Regions from separate parts of the Canis lupus genome. Here region 2 is linked to region 1. A link is a contact called in public Hi-C data. All regions are on one chromosome and are shown on one strand. Each heading gives the region's core, a stretch centred on a gene start, on an enhancer-like site or on the middle of the called end of the contact. The rest is flanking DNA. Distances are from core to core; before and after follow the strand shown.

Evidence for each region. A called contact is a pair of places that touch in the nucleus more often than the background predicts.
Region 2: a contact with region 1 is called in a Hi-C map of blood, with 4 times the contacts expected there. The contact joins the promoter of PNPLA4 here to the promoter of PUDP in region 1. A contact is called at or near these places in 2 of 9 Hi-C or Micro-C datasets (amygdala and blood).

Annotation. Positions count from the first base shown.
Region 1 is chrX:4,287,369-4,294,531 of UU_Cfam_GSD_1.0, reverse strand. It overlaps PUDP (pseudouridine-5'-phosphatase), which reads left to right and starts at 2,227. Exons shown (of 4, transcript XM_038586764.1): 1 at 2,227-2,326. The coding sequence starts at 2,257.
Region 2 is chrX:4,889,872-4,896,270 of UU_Cfam_GSD_1.0, reverse strand. PNPLA4 (patatin-like phospholipase domain-containing protein 4) reads left to right here and starts at 4,366. Exons shown (of 7, transcript XM_038586779.1): 1 at 4,366-4,780; 2 at 5,886-6,070. The coding sequence starts at 4,756. It overlaps LOC111094756 (a long non-coding RNA gene), which reads right to left and starts at 4,629. Exons shown (of 10, transcript XR_005386096.1): 1 at 4,087-4,629; 2 at 3,171-3,349; 3 at 2,417-2,561.

The DNA.
Region 1 (7,163 bases), core at 978-3,477:
CACTCCACAAGTCTCCGTCCTAGGTCCTCACCTGCGTTTATGTGTTGGCTTATTTTTCCACCCAATCTGCAGAAATCCAGACAACTCCTGAAACTCCTTCTAAGGAGCCAACAACCCGGGACAAGGAGATCAACCATAACATCTAGGTTATCCCCCGCAGTTCTGAATGCTTACTCCTGGCCCTGGGGGCTTTCTGCCCTTTTATCTAAGGAATCAAGACAAGTGCAGTGTTGTTACAATGGAAGGGGAAAAACATCCCCATCTGTTTCCAGACACTGTAGAGAAACCGAGGAGGAGAATTCTATAGGCTGCAGCAGGTGTGCACTGGCAGCTATAGGGACCCCACCAATCATCTTAGAACAAATCTGCTATGCGCCCAATTGTGTCCCTCTCCCAATATATAGTGCTCTCTGCTAACTCCTAGGTAGCTCAGGTGACTTGATTTAAAGATTGAGTCTTCACACAGGGAATCAGATTAAAACGTGGTCATTACAGTCGGTGATTTACTGGAGTCCTACAAAGAGAAGAAACTTGGATGCAGAAATAGACCCACAGAGGGGCGCCGGGGGGGCTCAGCGGTTGAGCATCTGCCTTCAGCTCAGGGCGTGACCCCGGGGTTCCCGGATCGAGTCCTGCATTGTGCTCCCTGCATGGAGCCTGCTTGTCCTCTGCCTCTGTTTGTGTGTCTCTCATGAATAAATAAAATCTTAAAAGAAATAGACTCGTAGAGAGAAGGTAATATAAAGAGCTAAGGTAAGAAGGCCACGTACAAGCAAGGAGACAGGCCTGGAAGGATCGCGTCGTCCCAGCCCTCGGGAAGCATTAACCCTGACAGCTTGTTGTTCTCCAACTTCTGGCTTCCAGAACTGTAAACCCAGCATATCTGTGATGCAAGCCACGGAGTCTGTGCAACTGTGTCACAGCAGCCGAGCACCCTGGCGTCACAGTCCCCTCACTAATCGGCTGATACACTGCCTTCCCTGAGGTCCTCAAACAGAAATCATCATTGCATTTTGTCACAGCCAGAGCTCCAAAGACATCAGTTACCTGAAGCCGTACTATGTGCCAGGACTAAGAGCTTGACCTGCGCTGTCTCCTTTACATTTGACACAAAAGGAAACCGAGGCACAGGGGTTCGTCGCCTATTATTTTGCTGCCCTTGCAGCATCCAAGCTGCGTCTACTGTGGTTTTTGCATTTTGCCAGAAATACAGCCCCACGGCGTGAAATAAGCTTCTGGAGTTTTCTCACATCACCTTCTTTAAAGTCGCTGTATCCTTATGCTTAAACATGCATATGCAACATCGACGCACACTACACAGAAACGGAGACCAAAAAAAGGTGTTTCTGGGCACACCCGGGTGCCTCAGTGGGTGAAGCATCTGCCTTCTGCTGAGCTCAGGATGTCAGGGTGCTGGGATGCAGCCCTGCAGGAGGCTCCCTGCTCTGGGACAAGTTTGTTGTCCCTCTGTTCCTCGCCTGCATTCATGCTCTGTCTCAAATACGTAAAATCTAAAAAAAAAGTTTTTGAGAGCAGCCAAGAACAACAAAATTCAGAGTGCATGCAGAAGAGAGCTGAATAAGAAAGGAAGCTGGGCGGCAGGGACGCAGATGAGGCGGCCAGGCGCGTGGAGCCTCTGCAGCCCGGGATGCTCGCGGGGACCCGGGAGCCCGGGTCGCCGACCCTCCGAGCGGCCCCCTGCGCATGCGCGCTGCCAGCTCCGCGGGGGCGGCGGGCCCGCGAAACCGAAAGGGAAAGCAGCGAGGGTCCCGGGACGGCAGCCCCGGCCCGGCGCATGCCCCGGCCCCTGGGCTCCCGACCTGAGCACCTTGGCCCGTCGGTGGGAAGCAGCCGGTGCACCGGGCCGGCCGAGGAGAAAGGCTCGGCCTCCTCCGTGCGTCCCGCCCCAGGGTCAAGTTGTGCATGTGCCGCCGCCGGGACCGGGACGTCCGCTGTGCGTGGGGAGCGCGGTGCATGCGGGCAGACGGGAGCCCGCGCGGGGCCGCATCCGCACTCGGCGGCGGCGGCGGCACCGGAGACCGCGCGAGACAAGCCCGCCCGCAGAGCGGAGCGCGCGGCTCTCGAGAGACGCTCCCGCGGCGCGCGTGCGCAAGGCGGCTCGGGCCCCGCGGGTCGGCGCGGGGCGCGCGTGCACGGCGGGCGGCGCGCGTGCGCAGAGGCGGCGCGGGCGGCGCGCGCAGCCCCCGAGCGCGCGGCCGTGTCCCCGGCGTGCGCGCGCCCGCGTCCGCCGGCGCCATGGCGGCCTCCGGGGCCCCGCCGCGGCCCGCCACCCACCTGCTGTTCGACATGGACGGCCTCCTCCTCGGTGCGTAGCCTGCGGCCGCCGCGCGCCACGCGGCCCGGGGACGGCGCGCTGCTCGGCTCGGCGCGGCGCGGCGCGGCGGGGCGGCGTCCGGGACCCCCGCGGGCGGCGGCGAGTGGCGGGGGCGCGCGGGGCGCTGGCGTCGGCGCCGCCCGGGGCAGCACTTCCGGCGGCCGCGCCGCGCGTGGGGACGGGCTGCGGGGGGGGCGGGGGCGGCGCTCGGGGGCCGCGGCGGACTCAGTTTCCCGCACCTGGCCGCGCCGCGCACGCAGCCTGCTCGCGGCCTCCTACGCGGCGGGGGCCGGGGTCGTGACCTCGCCGGCGGGGGCGCTGCTGCGGGCGGGGGTGGGGGGGGCTGCGGCTGGACGGGCCTTGACCCCGGGGCCGGAGGCTTGGGATCCGAGGCTCCGGCGGCCCTGCACAGGAAGGGGCTTGGACGGAGGGGCTCGCGGAAGCACCCTGCAGGGCCGCACCCCTCCCCGCCCCTCCAGCGCCCCGGCTCAGGCCGCACTCTTGACCCAACTGCAGGACAGTGGGGACCTGAGGCTGGGGCTGCCCCTGCACAGGGAGGGGCTGGGCGGATGCACACTGCGGGGGGCGGGGGGTGCGCACCCCTCCCCGGCCCCCCAGCGCCCCGGCTCGGGCCGCACGCTTGACCCAGGTGCAGGACGGTTGGGACCTGAGGCTGGGGCTACCCCTGCGCCTGCACGGGAAGGGGCTGGGCGGATGCACATTGCCAGGCCGCACCCTTCCCCACCCCGGCTCAGGCCGCACTCTTGACCCAGGTGCAGGACGGTTGGGACCTGAGGTTGGGGCTGCCCCTGCACGGGAAGGGGCTGGGCGGATGCACATTGCGGGGCCGCACCCCTCCCCGCCCCCCCAGCGCCCCAGCTCCGGCCGCACGCTTGACCCAGGTGCAGGACGGTTGGGACCTGAGGCTGGGCGGATGCACATTGCGGGGCCGCACCCCTCCCCGCTCCCCCAGCGCCCCGGCTCAGGGCGCACTCTTGACCCAAGTGCAGGACGGTTGGGACCTGAGGTTGGGGCTGCCCCTGCACAGGAAGGGGCTGGGCCGATGCACATTGTGGGGCCGCACCCCTCCCCGCCCCTCCAGCGCCCCGGCTCAGGCCGCACTCTTGACCCAACTGCAGGACAGTGGGGACCTGAGGCTGGGGCTGCCCCTGCACAGGAAGGGGCTGAGCGGATGCACATTGCGGGGCCGCACCCCTCCCCGCTCCCCCAGCGCCCCGGCTCAGGGCGCACTCTTGACCCAAGTGCAGGACGGTTGGGACCTGAGGCTGCGGCTGCCCCTGCACAGGAAGGGGCTGGGTGGATGCAGATTGCGGGGCCTCACCCCTCCCCGCCCCCTCCAGCGCCCTGGCTCAGGCTGCGCTCGTGACCCAAGTGCAGTAAGGTTGGGACCTGAGGCTGGGGCTGCCCCTGCGGAGAGAGGGGCTTGCGGATGCACATTGCGGAGGCCGCACCCCTCCACACCCCCGCTCAGGCTCAGGCTGCACTCTTCACCCAAGTGCAGGAGGGTTGGGGACCTGAGGCTCCAGCTGCTCCTGCAGAGGGACGGGCTGGGCGGATGCACACTGCGGGGGGCGGGGGTGGGGGGCGCACCCCTTCCCGCCCCTCCAGCGCCCCGGCTCAGGCCGCACGCTTGACCCAAGTGCACGGAGAGTTGGGACCTGAGGCTCAGGCTGCCCCTGCACAGGGAGGGACACGGCGGATGCACATTGCGGGGCCGCACCCGTCCCCGCCCAGGCTCAGGCCGCGGTCTTGACCCAGGTGCTGGAGACTTGGGACCTGAAACTTGGGACTTTGAGGCTAGGGCTGCCCCTGCACAGGAAGGGACTTGCCGGATACACATTGCGGGGCCGGATACACATTGCGGGGCCGCACCCGTCCCCGCCCCGGCTCAGGCCGCACTCTTGACCCAAGTGCAGGAGAGTGGGGACCTGAGGCTGGGGCTGCTTCTGCACAGGAAGGGGCTGAGTGGATGCAGACTGCAGGGCTGCACCCCTGCCGGCCCCGCCTTAGGCCACACAGTTGACCCAAGTGCAGGAGAGTTGGGGAAGCAGGTTGCGCCTGCCACGGACCCGAGGGACTCTGGGTCCTCGCACTGCTGCTCCCTGCACCGCCCCTGTGCAGGGTCACAGCCAAGAATTGTTGAAGAAGCAGAATGACACTCAGTGCACGAATCAACACGGAACGGACCGGAGCGCTGCCCAGACCCTGCGCACCGAGCTTCATGGCTTCATCCTCTTACAGGGTTCCGACCCTCAGAGCCTCCGGAAGGCCTTGTAGAACTCTGAAAACGCCTGTGTTTTTTGCAGACGCTCCTGACCCGCTGGAGACTTTTATGCCTCTACTGCCTTAAAACCCTGCAGAGGATGAGGAAGTATTTGCATTCCAATGAGAACACACAGTGCTGCAGCTCAGAGATGTTAAGTCACCTGCCCAAGGTCGCACAGCTCAGGAACAGAGCTGAAGAGTGACTGCACATCGATTGGATCCTAAATATAGATGACCTGTTCATCTTTCCAGGGTGACCTTGCCCCCTGCTAGGTGGTTTGCTAGTAATAACACTTTTTTTTTAAGATTTTATTTATATGTTCATGACAGACCAAGAGAGACAGACACAGGCAAACGGAGAAGCAGGTTCCCTGCGGGGAGCTGCATGCAGTGACTCGCACCCACGGAGCCACCTGGGCGTCCCAGTCACTTTATAAACCCAGAGATAGAAACAGGTGAATCCCTAAGGAAGAGAAAAACAAAATTAAATCTCTGTAGAGGTCACTAATTGCAAGAAACAGTGTATGCAGGTACTAAATCTGAATGGACTCAATTTCAGAAACCTCTTGGGATGGATAAGGCTGGTTTGTAGACATGAATGTTCCTGCTCAGGTGGTCAGGAAGTTAATTGTCAAAGAAACTCCTTCCCCTCTCGGGAAGGGTCCAAAGAACTTGTAGTGGGTGTCTCATGAATATGGATGCAAACTCCGAAGTCTCATTAAAATTAAATGTATTAAACTTCCAAATGAGCTGGACTCTTAGTTCTGAGACCCAGATTCAGACACAGCTGTTCCCTGAAGCCTGAATGTGGCGTACGTGACCTGGTTCCAGCAGGGGCAGTTACTCGCTGGGGGCTCTACTCACTAGCTAAGGCCAGATTAATAGTTTAGCCCCTGGCGCTGTTACCCAATCCTGTGAAATGGTCAGAGAACCAAGAGTTCGTGCCATTTGGGAAGATATCCTCCTTATTTTCTGCCCTCTTTTCTCCTTTCTGCTTTAACGCTTCTCCGAGGTAGTAAGGCTTTGCAGAACTTTCTCGGAAGTGCACTTATCCCATTCTTTCACAGGATGTCTTGTAGAAAACACCGTTTTCTTTCCAAAACATGCTGCTTTATCTCAGTCGGTCTCTCCTGCTGCTACCCTCCTGTAGCTCTGCAGCACCTGACTTCATTCCCTGTATCTGCTGTGTGCAGAACACTCCACCATGCATTCATAATGAGTCCTCTTGCAGTAGGTTGGAGTTTGAGAATTGTGAATTCTGGAAGTTCCATTTGTCAGCGTCACCCCCAGGACTGGTGTTCTCAGGGCAGTGAAAATCGAAAACTATTAGTTTCATGGGGGAAGGCTTCTATTCAGGAGAAGCTTGTTTAAGCAGACGGGAATGAGGAAGTAAATGGAGATTTCTGCAGAAACATTGATGACGCCAGAGCACTTTCCAGTACATTTCCAGTTTGAAATGTATGAGGCTGCCGTCCTTCCAAATAGGAAAGACGCTCTCGGATTCTGTTTTGTTGGTGGGGTAACGATCAGCTACGATCAGGTTATGATTTTGGCTCCCAGATGCCATTTAGAGAAAGAGAAAAGGGGACTGGGATTGTTTGTGAACCAGGACAAGATATTTTCGAAGGTAGAAGATGACAGCGATTCCACAGAGTCTCGGCTTCTGGATAGGGAAGATTATCTAGTTTGCAAAATAACTGAAATTAGGGGCACAAGGGGTGGGCCCATTCTCTTTAAGACACAAGAAGTCTGCTGTGCGGAGCCATGCTGGCTAATAGAGATGGGACTGCATAAAAAATGTTGCACAGCTCCACTGTAAAAGCAAAAAGGTACAGATGAAACAAACTTTTTTCCCTATCCTGACACATCTAAAATGCGTCTTTCCAAAAAATAAATAAATAAATAAATAAATAAATAAATAAATAAATAAATAAATAAATAAAATACGTCTTTCCTTACATCAATGTAAAACTCTCCAAGATCTATGACCTTCATTTTTGAGGCCTAGTCCCTGAAATCCGTGGGTATTTTATGCATACAAGCAGGTCTCAGCTCGAGCCAGCCACATTTCAAGTGTTCAGTAGCCTCGTTGGGCGAATGAATGCCTGTCGTACTGGACAGTCCAATGCAGGGCTTTAGGAAGAAACCCGTATGTCTGTTATCGATAACGGGGCCCAGTGGACGGTGGACGTTAAGAATACGGAGACCACCGGAATATGTAAAATGCAGTGCACGTAAAATGTATATTCTAGGCGTCCAATTTTTTAACATCCATAAAAATTACCAAAGGAAAATAAGCTTATTTTTAAATTCTTAAAAATCAGAAAATAACAAGAGAGGGATCGCGTGAGGACACAAGAAGAATATTTGCAACTGTTAATTATAATTTACCCTCTGTCCTCTATGTAGTAGAATAGATGACCTACGTTGGTCTTCTTTGTGCTCCCTCAGTTTCGCATCTGCCAGATAATAGCACCCGAGACTGCTGGGAGGTGCCTGTTTGCCTGGGGCCTAGGACACCCTGTAAGCTCCTGGAGGGGCA
Region 2 (6,399 bases), core at 3,117-5,616, 600 kb before region 1:
TGAAACAATGTAGGAAAGATGGGACTCTGCACAGGGAGTGTTTTGGGATGATGGGGACCTGGGCTGATAATCTCTGCATCTGTCTGGATGTGGGAAAACTGTTTTAATTCTAAATATTCGTGTGTGTGTGTGTGTATATATATATATATGTATATATGTTTTTTCCTTTCATCGCTGTTGTGAGTTATACAAGACAATGCGTATGCAGGACTGGAAGGTCAAGGAAGGACAATAATTGAAGAAACTAGTAATAAGTAGATCGCAGTAAATAAGAGTAGATGCTTAGGAAAGGAAGTCATTTTGCAAAAACAAAACAGACTGAAATCTTTATTTTGTCTCCTTGAAATGAGGTGATTAGATAATTGGATGTTTTAGCAATTAGGGTGTTTCCCTTGGTAACAGCAACAGTAATGTTTAAATACAGTACTCCACATTAAAAGAGAATATTTTGATAAACTTCATGAAGCTGAAGGCACCAAAGCTGACATTGTTTATCATTCAACAATTTCATTTTTTGACGTTATTTCCCTAAAAACCTCTTCCACGCTAAGAAAATCATTTGAAGGACAGCAAGAAAGGTGGTTTCCATCCACCTGTACAAACTGTGGACCATGAATGTGGTCAGATAAAGGGTACAGCTCTTCTGCAGTATAATATCCAAGGCAGACAACACATTTTCTTCTTTAGCGCTTTTTTTAAATATTTAGGACTCTGTAATGCATTTGGTACTCCAACTCCACTACCTGCGTATCAAAGACCTAAACTTCTCTTCTATAAAATATATGAAGTATGCAAATTTTAAAAGATCTTCTGCTCTTACACTTATGTAGACTACGAACCACAGGCACTGTAATTAATTCCTATACAACAGTAGAAACACTCTAGCATTTCTATTGCTCAACGCAAATGTATAGTACATTGGGAATGTCTTAAATTAGAATGAAGCTTTAAAAAATAAATAAAAAGAAACTTCTAAATAAATGCTAAATTTTTAAAATGTCTCTTTCACATGAATAACTTGATATTTAATTTCTATGCCATGTAAAGAAGACTTATAGATTACATATTCCTAGATGCATCTAACCATAAATTACACTTCAGAACGTCTACTTTGAAAATGTTTACAGTTTCCACATTATCAAAGTCCTTTGTTACGTATGCATATATACATGTATAACAGAAAAATATATATTACATGTAAAACTCATGCATATTTTGAAAAAAAAATTTTGCCATTTAGAAAAGATTTAGTGTTCCTGTAAGTAATTGGTTCCTCTAGCAAATTTCTAGAGAGAGAAAATGGCAGATGCAGAAGTATCATCTTGATTGGAAGATTGAGTAACTCGATTCCAAGCAGGTTAAGAAAGCGAACAGTAGGGCGCCTGGGTGGCTTAGTCAGTGAAGCGTCTGCCTTCGGCTCAGGTCATGATCTCAGGGTCCTGGGATCTAGTCCCACAACTAGCTCCCTACTCACTGGGCAGCCTGCTTCTCCCTCTCCCTCTGCCTCTCCCCCTGCTCATGCCCTCTCTCTCTGCCCCTCCCCCTGCTCATGCCCTCTCTCATGCACACTCTTTTACTCTCAAATAAATAAAATATTAAGGAAAAAAAAAAAAGCCAACTGTAAAGGGTGAGTGCAGTGGGGCAGTGAGTCGGGGAGCACTATAGCTTTGACCACAGGCTCTAGAAATGCCATCATAGCTTAATCCTGCTTCTCTCTCAGCCCCGATTGCCCCTTTATTTGGGGACCGGCTCCCTCTGGGTGGAGGCGTTCATTGCTTGTCCTTCTTTCGAGAGCGATCCATGGGAAGGGATGCGGCCTCCCCGGGTTCAGATGGGAAGTTCTACTCCATGACTGCAAATGTGCCTTTCTCTGACATTGGTGGTGTTCTCAAAACAAGAGAATGCTTCAAGTAGGCATGAAAGGCATGCCAACAGGGCGGTTATTAGCTGATACCTCCGTTAAAGGGGCACTGTTCTGTGTTTGTAACACCGTGGCCACTTTCCCCTGAAATCAGGACCAGTACCCGAGATTCCAGGAGGAGGTGACAGGGGTGAGGAGTCATGAGAAAGGAAAGAGGACAAGTGTGTTGCAGGGGCAATGTTAGCATGCCCCGCAGAGGTGTTCACGTGCATAAAGGAAGCCAAAATTGGGAAATAACATTAAAGTACATGCGCAGCGAACTGGAAGAGATCAGACTCAGACTCAGAAATACTGAGAGAAGGTCCTATTCTTGGGGTCAGGATGTGGCAAGTAGCCCCATATTCTGTACCTGTCTCCCTCTTTATGGAATACACGGTAAAACGTCGTGGGAGGAAGCTTGGCACAAGGAGAGGAGAGTCAGGTTTAAACAGTGTGTTTTCGTGCCAGGTGCGACTGTAGGCGTCTCTGTGAGCTACTCCCCAGCTCAGTGCTCACCTCCAGAGCATCTGTGCGGCTCAGGAACAGCACATGATCAGGTCTCGGTAATGATGCATCTTCAGTCTCCTTGCCCACTCCAGTCTGCATCCCTCATGAGGAAGAACTGAATTCTTTTCAACTTTGTAAGCCCTGTACCAGGAGACTGTTATACAATGAATGCTTCATGAATGTTGGATAAATGGCTAAATAAAGCAGTTCAAGACTAAATTACTAAGGAAGACAGAGAAGCAAACACAAGCAAATGAATTATTATTAAAAAAAAGTTCTTCAAGGTCAATTAAATTACTGTATATTCACAAGAGTAATTTACTGAAATCCAACAGCCAAAACATATTTATTGATGATGTTACCGCTGGCCCCTAAATTACAAAAACAAATACGAATGAATCTCATATATATATGTTTATATTTTATTTATTTATTCACAAGAGACACACAGAGAGAGGCAGAGACCGGAGCAGGAGGAGAAGCAGGCTCCCTGCGGGGAGCCCAATGCACAGGTGGATCCCAGGATCACGACCCAAGCCGAAGGCAGATGCTCAACCCCTGAGCCGTGCAGGCAGGCGCCCCTGACTCTGATATTCTTTGTTACTTTAGGGAGGTGAACGTTTCCGTTAGCAGCATGTGAGCATGATAAGGGCGAAACGGAGAGACCACGTTTTAAAAGAGCGTTTAAAACGGTAAGAACGGAGTTTCGGAGTTTTCTGAAGTCACGTGGCACGACACTTTAAGGCAGTAGCAGCTCACTCACCCGCAGTTGTGCCCACGGTGGGTGCCGTCGTCTTCCCTTCAAGCGGGGGCTCCCGCAGTCCTGGTGCGCATGCACGCTGCGCAGGGGGCAATGTTCCCATCTGCTGGATCCACCCGCCGGCAGGGCCCGAAGGCAGGACACGGCCGCCCCCGCTCCTGGCCGCGTGGACTCGGCCTGTCCTTGAAGTTTGAAGGTCAGCAGATCGCTTTACGCCAGCAGCGGCAGGAGCGGCAGCTCGAGCAGGGCCTCCCAAACCCTAGTGCGCATGTCAGCACCGCGCACCGCGCACCAGGGGCTCTGCGGCGCGGCCTCGGCCTCCTGCTTCCCAGCAGGCTTCCGCGGAGGGCGCTGCCCTCTCGCCCTCCCGCCCTCCCGCAGCTGCACCACGTGCACTGCAGCCCCCCGTCACGCCAGTCCTATCGGCAGCAAGACGCCACCTTGCTTAGGCCCCGGCGGGTCCTGAGGCGCAAGGGTGTCAGGAGGCTGTTTGCGACCGTGAGGCGCCATGTGGTCCCCAGTCACCACATCCGGGGCCCTCGCTCAGGCCCTCAGGCGGGGTCGCGCTGCAGAGCCCAGGCCACGGCCTCGCGATCAGGGACGCACAGGCCATGAGGCGACCCCGCCCCGCGCCCCAGGGCAGGACGCGCACACTGCTCAGAGCGTCCTCACGCAGGGGGACCTGGGGGACCTTCCCCGGGGGCTCTGCGACTGCTGCAGGCTGGCTTACGGGGCCTACACAGGGAAGGAGGCCCCACAGGGGACGTCGGCCGCACGGCCACCACCCAAAGCCACCACCATCTCTCACTGACTCTACACGCCCACGGCCGCCACCAAAGGAAGCCACAGGCCGAGTGCTGCAGGCCCGCCGTGTGGCACGGGCGTCTTTACCACCATCCCGTTTCACACAGAAAATCACCTGAGAAGCTCAGACAGGTAAGGCAAGCCGCGCTGGGTCAGCAGCCCGAGGCGCCTGACGATGTGGCCGCTGCCCACAGCCGCGGCCCGGCCTCTCCGATTACGCTTCCGTTAAAAAGGCTACTCAGGAACGGGGAAGGCACCGCCAGACGCGGAAAGCGCTAGGAAGTCCGCTCTCCACAAGCCGGCACGTGGACCCCGCCTTCCCCGCCAGCGGCACCGCCCCGACGGTGGGGAGAGGAAGAAAAACCACTTCCGGGAGACACGCCAGCGCTTCCGGGGCGCGCGCGGCGCAGGAGGGTCGTTCAGGGTCACCGACCTCGCCGGGGAGGGGCCAGCCCCCAGGTGGCGCTACGACGCGCACGCAGGCGGACGGACACGCATCGCTGCGTATGGAGGACAGCAGCCCTGGACACGAAAGGGTTGCCCCTTACCCGCGCCCGGGGACGCCGGGGTCAGGCGTCCGAGGGTGCGCCGCCGCCATGTTGAGTCCAGGGGGTTTAAATGCGGTGGGCGGGGCCCAGGGATGCCTGCGTCGCATGGTGACGTCGCAGCCTGCGCGGGTAGGCCCGCCCGGACCCCTCCCGCGAGACCTTCCAGTCGACCAGCGCGGGCCGGCCCTGGGGGGCGGGGCCTTGTTGAGTGACGGCTCCGCTGAAGGGGGTTCAGCATGGAAGTGCCTGGAGCCTGCCTTGGTAGGCGGGGCGCGGGGCGGGCGCGGGGCGGGCTCTGGTGGCTCCCCCCGAGTGGGCGGGTCGGAGCAAGCCCCCAGCGCCGGGGGCTGGGGCTGCTTCCTGCACCGAGCTCCGCCGCACCACCCCACCCCCACCCCCACCCCCACCCCCACCCCCACCCCCACCCCGGCTGCAGAAAGGAGGCGTGCCGCGGCCGGGGCTCCTCCCTGCACACAGCGGAGGCCTTCGGCCCCTAAACTCGAGGCCCGGGCCGGGCCGTGTGCCTCCCCTGGAGGCTCCGGAGGAGGCAGGGAGGAGACCCGAGGATCTCCAGGTGTGCAGCTTTGTGGCCTCACGGTACCCACCACCTGGTGACATGCAGCCCACTGAGGCTTCGGAAACGCGCTTCTGTCCTGAAATCGCTCACAAGTCATCCGGGACTGTGCCTGACGGCCCTTGCGGCCTTCAATTGCCCTTGCCACTCACGGCCTTAATGTATCTTGAGAAACTAGGCAATGAAATCTATATTTCACTGTTGAATGATGGCTCGTTGCATTATGCAAGAATCGTGGGCATCCTTGTTTTTGTTTTTTGGAATTAAATATGTATATATTATATCCATATATGTGGATGCTTGCAGTGCAAGTGTGGGGCAAGCGAGCAGGGACTGCTCTTGAAATGCGGTGATGCACTTGCAAAGGAGACCACGTGTGTCCTTTCTGTGCAATGTGCTAGTGCCTAGCCATTTCACCTTCCACAATAGTACCCCCCCCCCAAAAAAAAAGGTTAAAAAGGTCAGGAAAAAAGGCAATTGTAATTTACTGATCTGCTTCTACCCGGGGCACATCAGATTGTAGATAGCATAATCTATGAGATAAATACATATGAAATGTTGGGACTTTTCACAAGTAATAAAACTATATGGGGCCAAGGGGAGAGGGGAGAAAAGTTTTCGTGAAAAATTTGGGTACTTAATGAGACTTTTATTGACAATATTGTGTTCAGCACAGAGAATTATACGTTAAAACCGTGTTGGAACGATGAGACATGGGACAACACACCAGTGTGTAAAGAACTATACCAACTTACAGGATTTTTGTTTTTTTGTGTGTCCTCAATTTCGCAGCTAGAATGAAGCACATCAACTTGTCGTTTGCGGCCTGCGGGTTTCTGGGCATTTACCACTTGGGGGCAGCATCCGCACTTTGTAGACATGGAAAAAAGCTCCTGAAGGATGTCAAGGCCTTTGCAGGGGCTTCTGCGGGATCCTTGGTGGCTTCTGTCCTGCTAACGGCACCAGAAAAACTAGAGGTAATGAAGTAGTAACTAGGCTGCGTTCCTTGTTAAGAAATCAACACTGAGCAGCAGGCATGAACGTTGGCTCTACTAAGTTAACTGCAGACAAATAATCCTTTTCCTGGGTAACAGGAAAGGTCAAGACTTTTTTTTTTTTTTAATTTAATTATTACGGATTTCTGCTCTGGATTTGGGGAAGATTATGTTGGATGACAGTGAGGCAAGGAAATCAAATGCCTCTTTTTACTCTTGAGTGTCTATTTAGTCATAAAATTCCGGCTCTGTTTCTTTCTACCAAAGGCTATTTCTTCTTTATCTGATCATGAGAACACAGGGTCTGTTTG